Regions from separate parts of the Pan troglodytes genome. Here region 1 is linked to region 2. A link is a contact called in public Hi-C data. All regions are on one chromosome and are shown on one strand. Each heading gives the region's core, a stretch centred on a gene start, on an enhancer-like site or on the middle of the called end of the contact. The rest is flanking DNA. Distances are from core to core; before and after follow the strand shown. Region 1 overlaps CERS4 (ceramide synthase 4). Region 2 overlaps TIMM44 (translocase of inner mitochondrial membrane 44).

Region 1 (6,499 bases), core at 969-3,468, 320 kb after region 2:
AGGGGCCCGAGTAGGAGTTCTGAGGCTCCAGCCTCTCAGGCCCCACTTGCCCCACCCATTCTGCTTGCAGACCTCCCAGCTAACTGGAACCTGTGTCCACAGAATGCTGTCCAGTTTCAACGAGTGGTTTTGGCAGGACAGGTTCTGGTTACCACCCAATGTCACGTGGACAGAGCTAGAAGACCGGGATGGCCGTGTCTACCCCCACCCCCAGGACTTGCTGGCAGCCCTGCCCCTGGCGCTGGTCCTCCTGGCCATGCGCCTTGCCTTTGAGAGGTGAGTGTCTGCCCTGCCGCAATCCATTGCCCCCGCAGTCGCTCCAGTATGTGCTCGTGCCCTGTGTGCAATTTGCCATTGCAGCATGTCCCGAGTAGAAGCTGGCTTTGCACCAAAGCGGGTTCCCTGGCTCCAGCCTGCCCCCAGCCGCCACCACCCACACTTCTGGCCTCTGATTGCTGGTTTATAGGAACACTGCCTGCAGCTGGTTTATAGGAACACTGCACTGCCTGCAGCTGGGTATGCCAGCATCTTCATAAAACAGGGATGGGAGGCCGGGCACGGTGGCTCACGCCTGTAATCCCAGCACTTTGAGAGGCTGAGGTGGGTGGATCACTTGAGGTCAAGAGTTTGAGACCAGCCTGGCCAACATGGTGAAACCCCATCTCTGCTAAAAATACAAAAATTAGCTGGGCACAAACCTGTAATCCCAACTACTCGGGAGGCTGAGGCAGGAGAATCGCCTGAACCTGGGAGGTGGAGGTTGCAGTGAGCCAAGATTGTGCCACTGCACTCCAGCCTCGGCAACAGAGCAAGGCTCCATTTAAAAAAAAAAGTGAGCTGGGGTGTTATCCCATCCCAAAGGCATCCCAGGGCCTCTGTGAAGGACAGTGGGGTGGGCGGAGGGTTTTCCAGTTTCAAACGCAGGGGCTTTAGCCCTTTAAAAAAAAAATTTTTTTTTTGAATCTAGGCCAGACGTGGTAGCTGATTCCTGTAATGTCAGCAATTTGGGAGGCTGAGGCGGGTGGATCGCTTGAGTCCAGGAGTTCGAGACCAGACGGCGCAACATGGTGAAACCTCATCTCTATTAAAAAAAAAAAAATACAAAAATTAGGCTGGGTGCAGTGGCTCATGCCTGTAATCCTAGCACTTTGGGAGGCCAAGGCGGGCGGATCATGAGGTCAGGAGTTCAAGACCAGCCCGACCAACATGGTGAAACCCTGTCTCTACTAAAAGTACAAAAAATTAGTTGGGTGTGGTGGCACACGCCTATAGTCCCAGCTACTCAGGAGGTTGAGGCAGGAGAATTGCTTGAACCCAGGAGACAGAGGTTGCAGTGAGCTGAGATCATGCCAGTGCACTCCAGCCTGGGCAACAAGAGCAAAACTCCATCTCAAAAAAAAAAAAAAAAAAGAAAGCCTCATCCCCACCAGTAGCTGGGACTGTAGGCATGCCACCACGCCTGGCTAACTTTTTTTTTTTGAGACAGAGTCTTGCTCTTTCACCTTGGCTGGAGTACAGTGGCATGATCTCAGTTCACTGCAACCTCTACCTCCCAGGTTCAAGCGACTCTCCTACCTCAGCCTCACAAGTAACTGGGATTACAGGCATGTGCCACCACACCTAATTTTTGTATTTTTAATAGAAACGGGGTTTTGCCATGTTGGCCAGACTAGTCTCAAACTCCTGATGTCAGGTGATCCGCCCACCTTGGCCTCCCAAAGTGCTGGGATTACAGGCAAGTGACACCACAACCCAGCTAAATTTTGTATTTTTAGTAGAGACAAGGTCTCACCATGTTGCCCAGGTTGGTCTTGAACTCCTGAGTTCAAGCAATCCTCCCGCCCTCCACCTCCAAAATGAGACTTTAAGAGGCAGGAGGCAGGACCAAAAACCAGAATCCTGAGTTCAAATTTCAGGTCTTTCACCTGCTCACAGTGTCACCTTGGGCATGTCTCTGACCCTCTGAGCCTCAGTTTACCCATTAGGACAATAGGGACTGAGTTAGGGTTAGACGAGCCAGTGTATCACATGGACTTGGCCCCATGCTTAGCAGATAAGCGCTCATTCTCTCCGCATCATGATTTAGTCTGCCATGAGTTCCTTGCTAGGCTGCTCTGAGCCTTTCACCAAATGAGGCATGATGTTAGGAGGGATGGTGGATATAAAATTCGGTCCCCACCTGTGGTGTTGGCGCGCCCTCTTGTGGGCAATGTGGTCATTGACCAGGGTCCCTGATCTCCAAGTCTCTACCCCGGAATGGGGGATGCTGGGAGGAGGGGCTTGGAGCGGGAACAGCCCCAGCCCCTGCCCCTGCCCGTGGGGAGCCCCTAGACTGGCGGGGGGTCAGACCAGGACCCAGGCCACAGTGAGACAGGCAGTAAAGACTCTTGTCCCTGGTTTGGGATTGGGCAAAGGTACCTGGGTACCCCAAGAGTTGGTCTGCACACCCTCACCCTACAGACGAAGGTCCAGCTGCTTTTTTTTTTTTTTTTTTTTTTTGGAGACAGGGTCTTGTTGCTCTGTCACCCAGGCTGGAGTGCAGTGGTGCGATCTTGACTCACTGCCAGCTCCGCCTCCTGGGTTCACACCATTCTCCTGCCTCAGCTCAGCCTCCCAAATAGCTGGGACTACAGGGGCCCGCCACCTCGCCCGGCTAATTTTTTGTACTTTCAGTAGATGCAATCCTGGCTCACTGCAACCTCCACCTCCAGGTTCAAGCAATTCACCTGCCTCAACCTCCCGAGTAGCTGGGATTACAGGTGCACGCCACCACACCCAGATGATTTTGTATTTTCATTAGAGACAGGGTTTCACCATATTGGTCAGGCTGGTCTCGAACTTATGACCTCACGTGATCCGCCCACCTCAGCCCCAAAGTGCTGGGATAACAGGCATGAGTCAGCTGCCTTTCTTAGGTTTGGTCTAACGCAGCAGCCAGGCTACCCCTCCAGGGCCCCAGGGGATGAGGCCAGGAATAAGTGGAAAATCGAGTCCTGCCCCACGAGCCTTTCTGACTGGGCCTCCGAACCCTCTGATCAGATGGAAAAGAAAGACCAAGTCTTAGGCCGGGCGCGGTGGCTCACACCTGTAATCCCAGCACTCTGGGAGGCCGAGGTGGGCGGATCACAAGGTCAGGAAATCAAGACCATCCTGGCTAACACAGTGAAACCCCGTCTCTACTAAAAAATACAAAAAATTAGCCAGGCATAGTGGCGGGCGCCTGTAGTCCCAGCTACTCGGGAGGCTGAGGCAGGAGAATGGCGTGAACCCGGGAGGCGGAGCTTGCAGTGAGCCAAGATCGCGCCACTGCACTCCAGCCTGGGCGACAGAGCAATGCTCTTAAAAAAAAAAAAAAAAAAAAAAGAGTCTTACACACCCTGCCATGTGCCAGCTGTGCTCTCTGAGCCTGTAACTTTGCTCCTCCGAGACTTGGTTTTCCCACCGGCAGCATGTCTGCCCCCACACACTGGCAGTCCCATCTCTTCACCTGGGCTGATAGGCTCTGTCTCCTTTGCACCCAGATTCATTGGCCTGCCCCTGAGCCGGTGGCTGGGTGTGAGGGATCAGACCAGGAGGCAAGTGAAGCCCAACGCCACGCTGGAGAAACACTTCCTCACGGAAGGGCACAGGCCCAAGGAGGTGAGAGCCCCCCATGCCCTCCGACCCGCACTACTGCCCTGGGGGTGGGGCGTGGGGATGGTGTGTGGCCCATTTGTTGGGGCAGGAGAAGCCAAGGTGGCTGCAGGCACCCCTGCAATGCCCCTACTTTCCACTCTTCATCCTCAATTCCCTGGGAAATGGCTCTACCCCCCCAGCCTCCCTGGGAAACGACGCCCCACCCCTCCCAGCGTCCCTGGGACATGGAGCCCCGCCCCTCCTGGTCTCCCTGGGAAATGGGCCCCACCCCTTCCAGGGTCCCTGGGACATGGAGCCCCACCCCTCCAGCCTCCCTGGGAGATGAGGACCCGCCCTTCCCAGCCTCCTTGGGAGATGGGGCCCCTCCCCTCCCAGCCTCCCTGAGCCTTAGTGGGCACAGTTGCACAATGGACAGATTCTAGGAGAGTGAGAGTAGTTGCTTGCTCTCCTATCCTGGGGAGGAATGGAAGGTCTGAGCTGGTAGGGAATGGAGTAACAGAAGCAGCCCTGTGACCCTCCCTCCATTCCCGTCTCTGGTGTGGCTGCCCGCTGGACAGGGTCTGTGCTGTGGAGGCTTGGCTGCGTCCTGAGTGGGGTGGGGAATGGTGAAGACCACATACCCTAGAGGCGACAGGGCAGCTTCTGCAGAGCTAGACGTGACTCCCCCTTTACTTGTCAATTTCCCTCTTCAGGTAGGGCTTGGGGCTGGGGCAAGGTCTCAACTGCCTGTCTAGGTTGGAGGTGAGAACTGACCGTTCTGGAGGGACGCAGGGAAGCCTATCTGCGGGTAGGGGATGCTGCACGCCAGCATCTCTCTTAATCCCATCCCCATCAGCGACCTGCCTGCCCTATGAACAGGATTTGCTTCTCTTAGGGCCCAAGTGTTCTGCAGGGCCCCACGCTGGGACCCCCAACACTGCCCCTCCATATAGACATGGTCACCCTGTAGGCAAGATGTGGGGCTGCAGTGGAGAGGGCAGAGCCAAGTCCTGTCTGGGGACATGGGGGAAGCCACCACAGGGCCTCTGTGACCCTTGTCCCCATCACCCCCTCCCCAGCCCCAGCTGTCTCTCCTGGCCGCCCAGTGTGGCCTCACGCTGTGGCAGACCCAGCGATGGTTCCGGAGACGCCGGAACCAGGATCGACCCCAGCTGACCAAGAAGTTCTGTGAGGCCAGGTAAGTCCAGGATGGGGCTTCTGGGGTGCAGGGAACCGGGGGGCGGGGAGGGGGGGCGGGTGTCTGCTGTTTTCACAGCTCCCTCCCCATCCACAGCTGGAGGTTTCTCTTCTACCTGTCCTCCTTCGTGGGCGGCCTCTCGGTCCTGTACCACGTAAGTATACCGGAGTATAGCTGACTGCTCACCTGCCCCATCCACCTGGCCTAGATCTGGCAGGAGGGGGGTGGTGTGGACTGGTGCAGCCAGAGAGGAAAACATGCAGCTGAGGAGAGAGCGAGCTTGGCAAGATGGTGGTGAATGTTCACTCAACAGGTATTTGGATTTACTATGCACCAAAAGTTGGGGTTCTGCAGTGAATGAGCCCCCCAGTCGAGAGTGAGAAGCAGGAAAAAGCAGGGCTGGGTGAAGGTAGCATCTATGAGACTGTGGAAAGAGAACCAAAGAGACCACAGACCGAGGGTGTGAGGTTGGATTCTCACCTCCGCACAGCCTGACACCCGTTTCCCTGCAGGAGTCATGGCTGTGGGCACCAGTAATGTGCTGGGACAGGTACCCAAACCAGGTGAGTGGCAGAGTGTGTGTGAATGCTTGGAGGGTGAGGGCGATGATCACAGTTGCTGCAGCCATGGGCATGGGACCCGAACCCTGACACTACACTGTCATTCCCCACTGAGTCCCACGCTCTTTGATTCCTCTGGGGAATAGAGAGGGGCCAGAAAACTCCAAGCAGGAGTTTCCACCAAACCACTGCCCTTGATTACCTCCAGGGATGGGGAGCTCACTCATTGGGATTCAAGTATCTCATTGGGATTCAAGTATCCTGGTTTTGAGCGAAGGGAGTGGGCCCCGAGCCATACCCCTGCCCGATTGGAGCCTTCGCTCCCCACAGCTAACCTTGTCCTGTCCTGCTGCAGACTCTGAAGCCATCCCTGTACTGGTGGTACCTCTTGGAGCTGGGTTTCTACCTCTCACTGCTAATCAGGCTGCCCTTTGATGTCAAGCGCAAGGTGAGGCCAAATAAGAGTCTGGAAGACCCAGTCTCTGGACGGGATGCTGGGGTGCTGGGTGGTAGGGCAGCCTTACAACCACACCTTGAGAGCTCCCTGGTGCCTCCTGCAGGAGATATAGAGGACATGGGCCCAGAGGCCACACCAACCCCCTGAAAGGACCCACTTCTTGGCCCATAGGGTGGGGGACCTTCCAGCATCAAGCCTCGTCCCCACTATGACCCACCGTCTACTGCAGGATTTCAAGGAGCAGGTGATACACCACCTCGTGGCGGTCATCCTGATGACCTTTTCCTACAGCGCCAACCTGCTGCGCATTGGCTCTCTGGTGCTGCTGTTACACGATTCCTCCGACTACCTGCTGGAGGTGGGCCCGACCCCTGCCTGACCCTTCCCAGCTGCTGTACCCAGCCCTCCCAGGTGCCCCGGAGATGAGGTCCCATTCCTCCCAACCTTCCTGGGAGATGGAGCCCCGCCCCTCCTGTCTTTCTCGGGTGATGAGGCCCTGCTCCCTCTGTCTTTCAGGCTGATAAGGCCCCACCCCCTCTGTCTTCCTGAGTGATGAAGCCCCACCCTTCTTGGCTTCCTTGGGCGGAGGCCCCCCCCCTTCTCAGCTTCCTTGGGAGATGAGGCCCTGCCCCCCATCTTCCTGGGAGATAAAGCCCTGCCCCTCTCAGC
Region 2 (5,978 bases), core at 440-2,939:
GGACAGCCCGGCTGCTCCCCTGGAGGTGAAACCCCTGCGCCTAGGCCCTGCTGGGAAAAGGCTCCAGCACCAGGCCCAGCACCGGTCCCTCCCCGTGGGCCTTGCCTCTCAGGCCAGGACCAGGCCTCCCTCGAGACCCTCCCCTTGGACAAGCCCAAGACCTCTTGGATCAGCCCATGGCCCCCAGCCCCTGGCAAGGCCACCTCCTGGGCCTTGTCTGGGCCATAGTTCCCACCCCCGATGGTGGCCCGGGCCCCCACTGCGAGGTGCTTACGTCGACGTTGTCAATATCTAGGATGCGAGAATGGAACTGGAGACCCAGTGCCTTGGCCTGCTGGATGGGGTGGGCCAGCTGGCTGTAAGTCTGCAATGAGAGGCCGACACGCCTGCGTGATGCCACCCAGGGCGGGCACCACGCCACACAGAGCTGCTGCCCACACACCCTGGCACCCAGGTGCCCTGCCGCCAGCCAGCAATGGCAGAGGCCAAGAGCCCAGGTCCAAGTGGGGAGGCAGGTGCCACCCACTTACTGGCCCAGATCACACGCTTCCCTCTCCTGGGAACAACACTCTATCCAGATGACCCAATGAAAACAGGATTAATCAGCAAAGTGGGTGATTCTCTTGGAACAAAATCCCAAATCTACTCCCAGGGCTAAGCTGGCGGCCCCTTGGCTGATCTTTAATACTTCCATATTCACCGCACTCTGAATCTTGGCCTGAGATCAAACGCCTCTTCTAGGATCTGTCCTCAGCCTGAGGCTGCCTCTGTCACTGACCAGCCCCCAGTGTCACCCTCAACCCCCTGCGCCTGTGCCAGGCACAGGAAGCAGCCCCCGAGACACGTTTTCGCTGGAGGTTTCTCTGGGCTTGGCATGAAACCATGAGAGAAAAGATGTTCTGATAGCATCTACTTTTTATGGAAATGACTGATCCGCGGAGGGGAGAGAAAAAAAAAAACAGAGCCAATCCTACTTGTTCGGTTTCTTAAAGGTGACATTTTAAAAACACTTCTGTGGACGTGGCTGGAACTTCAGCTGTGTTTCCAGGGCACCAGCAGCTCCCTGGCAAAGCGAGTCAGCTGTGGCGTAATGGTCCCAAGGTAAAAACAAAACAAAAAACCAAAAAAAAAAAAAAAAAAAAATCCACATCGAAACTCATAAATGCCTGCTGGATTAGTCACCATGCAGGGGAGTATTTAAAAAGAAAATCTGACATCTTCTCCTCTGCTTTTTCCAAGTTGTTTATGAGCTGGGTGCAGAATAGAATTAGCCAAGAACGATTCTGGATCGCTTAATACGAAGAAGCCGGGGGAAAGAAACACACAGGTCGGGGAGCGAATAGGGTGAGATGAGGTGGCCTGAGGAGATGAGAGCTGGGAGCCCCACAGGGATGGACTCGGGCAGGGACAGGGAGGCTGCCGGGGATGGGGCAGACAGCTAGACCAGACCCCAGGTACGCGGTGCTGCTGGTGGCCCCCGAACCCCAAGCCTTGACTCTGAGAAGCAGTTGAGGCCTCATCAGGACACAGCTCCTTCCTGGCGTGGGAAGACTATCGATGTTTTGTTTGGATCTATGTTTCAGGATCATGTCATGAGGACAGCTAGAGGCTCCCAGGGCCTGGGGAGGGGCACCCAGTGCCGCAACCCCATCCGTGCCCCATAGGTGGCAGCCCCGGGTCACCGATGAAAGCTCCCCCAACTCTTCCAGGGGCTGTTTGGTTACCAGGGTTACCTCTGTGGGTTCCCTCTGGCCCGGGGCCAGCACTGCCCTGGTTTCTGTGATCACACTTCATTCTCATGACCCGTGGGAGGTGAGCACAGGGACTCTGCTCTGGCCTGGGAAGTGGGGTGGGTGACACCTTCAAACCCCACTTGACTCCCAGCGCCCCCCGTCATGTGGGAGACCCACACTCTCCCTGACCCCCGGCCCCAGCCTGCACCCCAGGCCACTGCAGCCACCTGAAATAGGGCAGTCGGCCCCCAGACACATTTTACTTCATGGCTGCAATCACCTCTCCTGGGACTCTCCTTCCCTAAATTATTATTTCTTTTTTTTTAAGACAGTCTCGCTCTGTTGCCAGGCTGGAGTGCAGTGGTGCAATCTTGGCTCACTGCAACCTCTGCCTCCTGGGTTCAAGCGATTCTCCTGCCTCAGCCTCCCGAGTAGCTGGGATTACAGGCGCCCACCACCAGGCCTGGCTAATTTTTGTATTTTTAGTAGAGACGGGGTTTCACCATGTTGGCCAGACTGGTCTCGAACTCCTGACCTCAGGTGATATGCCCACCTCAGCCTCCCAAAGTGCTGGGATTACAGGCATGAGCCACCGTGCCCGACCTATTATTTCCTTAGTGACAGTGTCTTGATCTGTCACCCAGGCTGGAGTGCTGTGGTGCGATGACTCACTGCAGCCTTGACCTCCTGAGCTCAAGTGATCCTCCCACCTCAGCCTCCCTAATAGCTGCGACAACAGGTGCCTGCCTCCACGCTTGGCTCATTTTTTTTTTTTTTTTTTTTGGAGACAGAATCTTGCTCTGTTGCCCAGGCTGAAGTGCAGTGGCGCGACCTCAGCTCACTGTAACCTCCGCCTCCCGGATTTAAGCAATTCTACTGCCTCAGCCTCCCCAGTAGCTGGGATTACAGACATGCACCAGCATGCCTGGCTAACTTTTTATTTTAGTAGAGATGGGGTTTCACCATGTTGCCCAGGCTGGTCTCGAACTCTTGAGCTCGGGCAATCGCCTGCCTTGGCATCCCAAAGTGCTGGGATTACAGGCATGAGCCACCGCACCCTGCCACTTGGCTCATTTTAAATTTTTTTGTAGAGACGGGATCTTGCTATGTTTCCCAGGCTAGTCTTGAATGCCTGGGCTCAAGCAATCTCCCGCCTTGGGCTGCTGGGATTGAAGGCATAGGCCACCGTGCCCAGACCTAACCAAAATTATTTTAAGATTGGAAGGAAAAACAAGGCCCAGTAAAATTGGCAGCTTTGTGATCTCTCACGGGCCCAGGGGACACCCCCAACCAGCCATCTCTTAGATACCAGCCCAGAGAAGGATTCTCCCTAACAAAGTTTACAGTCTGGGAGCAAAGGACTGGCGGGTGACCCGGTGTCCAGCCTGAGAGCCCAGATGTGTCACATGCTGAGGAATGGAAAGGGGCAGGGGGGGATGTCAGGCTCTCGGAGGGTGAGACATGAGGATTCCCCCACCAGGAGCCCAGGTCCTGACTGTTGGGAGCTACCCCAACGGAGCCACCGAAGTGGAACTTCTCCATGGTGATTTTTTAGGCCTTAAAAAAAAAGAAAAGAAAAAGAAAGGAAGTACTCACAGCTTCATAGCACCAGTCTTTGAGAATGTCAAGCTCTCCAGAAATCATGGCCTAAAAAGGAAGGGAAAATAAGCACCAGAACGAGAGTGGGCTTTTCAGGCAGCAGGCGAGGTCCTGGGAACATTCTCCAGTGGTGCGGGGTGGGGAGTTTCCTCAGACACCCCCGGCTGCCACCTGTGGGGCGCGGGTGGAGCTGTGGCACTGGGTGTCCCTCCCCAGGCCCGTCCCTGCTGGTGTCAGTGCCTGGCTCTGGCCTGGGCACAGGCGGAGGGCAGCCTGCGGGCGACCATCCAGGAGGTACCCCACAGAGGGACCCCCCTGGAACCTGGTGGAGGAAGAGAAAGGTGGCTGGGGACCCAGCTTTCAGCCTGGTCAGGAATCCAAGCCAGGGAGATGAGGACCCAACTCCGGCTCCCGCAGTGAGCCCATGTCCTCTGTCCCCCCAGGGGACCACATTTCGGACTGCAAGGCCCACCATGGGACCGGCTGCCTCCTAACTGCTGGGGGCAGCGAGAGGGAGGGGTGGGCTGCAGGGGGCATGCCTGGGCTGGGAGCTGCTTCCACAGGATCCTGGAGCCTGGGCCGGATCCGATGAGGGGGAGGGAGGTGCCTGGAGCGGGGAGAAGAGCGGGAAGGAGCCGGATGCTGGTGGTGAAAGCTGTGAGCGGCAGGGGGCGGGTGGCCAGAACACTTGGCACCCATCACCCATCACCCATCCCGGAAGGCACTGCGGTGCTCAGGCTGCTGTTTTGGGGCATGGCGCCCATCCGCACCGCCTCCCAGCCCTGCCCGAAGTGGCGGGAAGGATACGGGAAACTGGAGGAGGAGGAGGACGTTGGGCGGAGGCCGGCGGGGCCAAGGATGGAGAGTCCCATGAAGGGCCTTCCAGAGGCCTGGCCCAACTGGGCCGAAGGTGTCCAGGCTCCTCCTGCATCCTGGGGGCTGCAGAGAGGCAGAGGCAGCAGGGAAGACAAGAGGCCACCAACCTCAGGGAGAGGCTTGTAGGGGGCAGGCTGCAGCATGACCTTGAGCAAGATACCCTCATCTATAAGCCCAACGAGGGTCTGGTTGCCAGGGACAGCACCGTGAGGGAACCCCCTCGGCTGCAGCTCTGGGTCAGACGTGGCCTGGGGCCAGCTCTGATGTCTGAAGACAGACGCCCACTTCTCCCAAGGGGTGAGGGGCTCCAGGCACCTGAGACAATCCCTAGCCTCCAGCAGCTGCTCCCAGCAACCTCAAAGGAACAAGAGCCTCAGGCAGGAGGAGTGAGGGAAACAGCACCTGGAGGTACCGGAGGTGCCGGTAAGGCCCAGGAAGGGCTTCGGGCACAGCTCATGGGGCAGCTGCAGCCAGGCAGGAGCCCGTGTGCAACCAGCCTCCTCAGAAAACAGCCTCAGCAGCAGAGTTCCCTGGCAGCACCCAGGGTGCCAGCTGGGGTTGGGGAGGTGGTGGAGCCAGGACCTGCCGCATGGGAGGGGTCCTGGGGGTGTGGCACCCACCTCCAGGACATTGGGGATGATGTCGTTCTCGCACTGTTTCAGAAACCGGTCCTTGTCAAAGGCCGGGTCCACCCGGAGGATCTCTGTGAGCACCTCCGACATCTCTGTCTTGGAGAACAGGCCCCCTGCAGGGAGCACAGCCGGGAGTTCGGGGGGATGGCCGGGGACCCCGCCCCACCACCAGCCTGGCGAGGTCCAGGGATGACTCACTCACCCAGCAAGTCGGTGACCTTGTCCGTAAGGGCCCGGGATGCCCGGATGAACGCGTTGTCGCTTTCGTCATACTTCATCTTCATCTCGAAGAACCCTGTGGAAGATGGGGCAGGTGCTGGAGAAGGGGCCCTTTCCAGAAACACAACCCTCCCTCACAGCTTCCAGGGGCTCCCTGTGACCCCTGCAGGATCCACCCTGACACGGGTGGGGTCAGGGAGGGGACGGCTGTGGACCTGCATCCTCATCTGTGCTTGGGGACCGCTGCCTGCCCACCTACCTGGCCAGGCGCAGAGGCCCCTCAGCTGCGGCCCTAATGGGGCTGTATAAGTTATGGGCCGCCACCCCGCTGGCTGTTGCTTTCACTACAAAGGAAACACAGGCCTCTAGCAGTCCTCACAGGACAAGGGACAGGGGCCTGCGGCTCGTTTCGGGGCCCTGACTGTGCTTATGAGGGAGCACCTGGCTTCTGGCGGCAGAATCTACAGCCGCACCATCATGTGACCGCAAAGAAGCGACCGGCCCACTCTGACCCCGATCTCCTCCTCTGCAAAACGGGGCTGTCTTGTGCCCAATGCATGGGGATCACCTTGCGGTCCACCAACTGCCCGGGACACAGTCACCTGCCCTCCAAGACACCTTCACTCACGGTTAAACACCACGTTGTTCTCCTTGAAGTCCTTCCACTGCTGGTACCACTTGGAGTCCTTGTGCAGCACGACCCCCAGGGCCTCCCTGGGGAAGAGGGTGGGCCCTGGGGTGAGCGGCGGCGCCGGGGCCACCCTGTGCCCTCCTGCGGCTGCAGGCAGGGGGCAGCAGAGGACAGCAGGCAGCTGAGACCTCAAACCTAGGGGCTCTGAGGACCCCGCCCTCACCTCTCACCCTCAAATTCGAGGGAGCCGGGAACCTTGGGCAGAAGGCAAACTCAAGAAACGGACTC

The links. Hi-C and Micro-C count contacts between places; a contact is called where the count stands out from the background.
Region 1: a Hi-C map of stem cell-derived neural progenitor cells shows a contact between it and region 2, with 5 times the contacts expected there. The contact joins two enhancer-like sites. A contact is called at or near these places in 1 of 7 Hi-C or Micro-C datasets (stem cell-derived neural progenitor cells) and 1 of 1 datasets of contacts at active chromatin or transcription factors (stem cell-derived excitatory neurons).

What each region holds. Positions count from the first base shown.
Region 1 is chr20:10,664,858-10,671,356 of NHGRI_mPanTro3-v2.0_pri, forward strand. CERS4 (ceramide synthase 4) reads left to right here. Exons shown (of 12, transcript XM_016934918.4): 3 at 103-276; 4 at 3,522-3,639; 5 at 4,695-4,813; 6 at 4,910-4,967; 7 at 5,326-5,376; 8 at 5,729-5,821; 9 at 6,060-6,188. The coding sequence starts at 104. Among named protein-coding and RNA genes, the nearest start is that of CD320, 43 kb to the right of the region's middle. Within about 2 kb of position 2,219, at least 4 of the 24 cell types and tissues checked have an H3K27ac peak or open chromatin away from gene starts, as enhancers often do. A contact at or near this core is called in stem cell-derived neural progenitor cells, where this site is marked.
Region 2 is chr20:10,343,767-10,349,744 of NHGRI_mPanTro3-v2.0_pri, forward strand. TIMM44 (translocase of inner mitochondrial membrane 44) reads right to left here. Exons shown (of 13, transcript NM_001280516.1): 7 at 5,688-5,773; 8 at 5,043-5,135; 9 at 4,829-4,953; 10 at 3,330-3,380; 11 at 275-364. Among named protein-coding and RNA genes, the nearest start is that of CTXN1, 5.3 kb to the left of the region's middle. Within about 2 kb of position 1,690, at least 5 of the 24 cell types and tissues checked have an H3K27ac peak or open chromatin away from gene starts, as enhancers often do. A contact at or near this core is called in stem cell-derived neural progenitor cells, where this site is marked.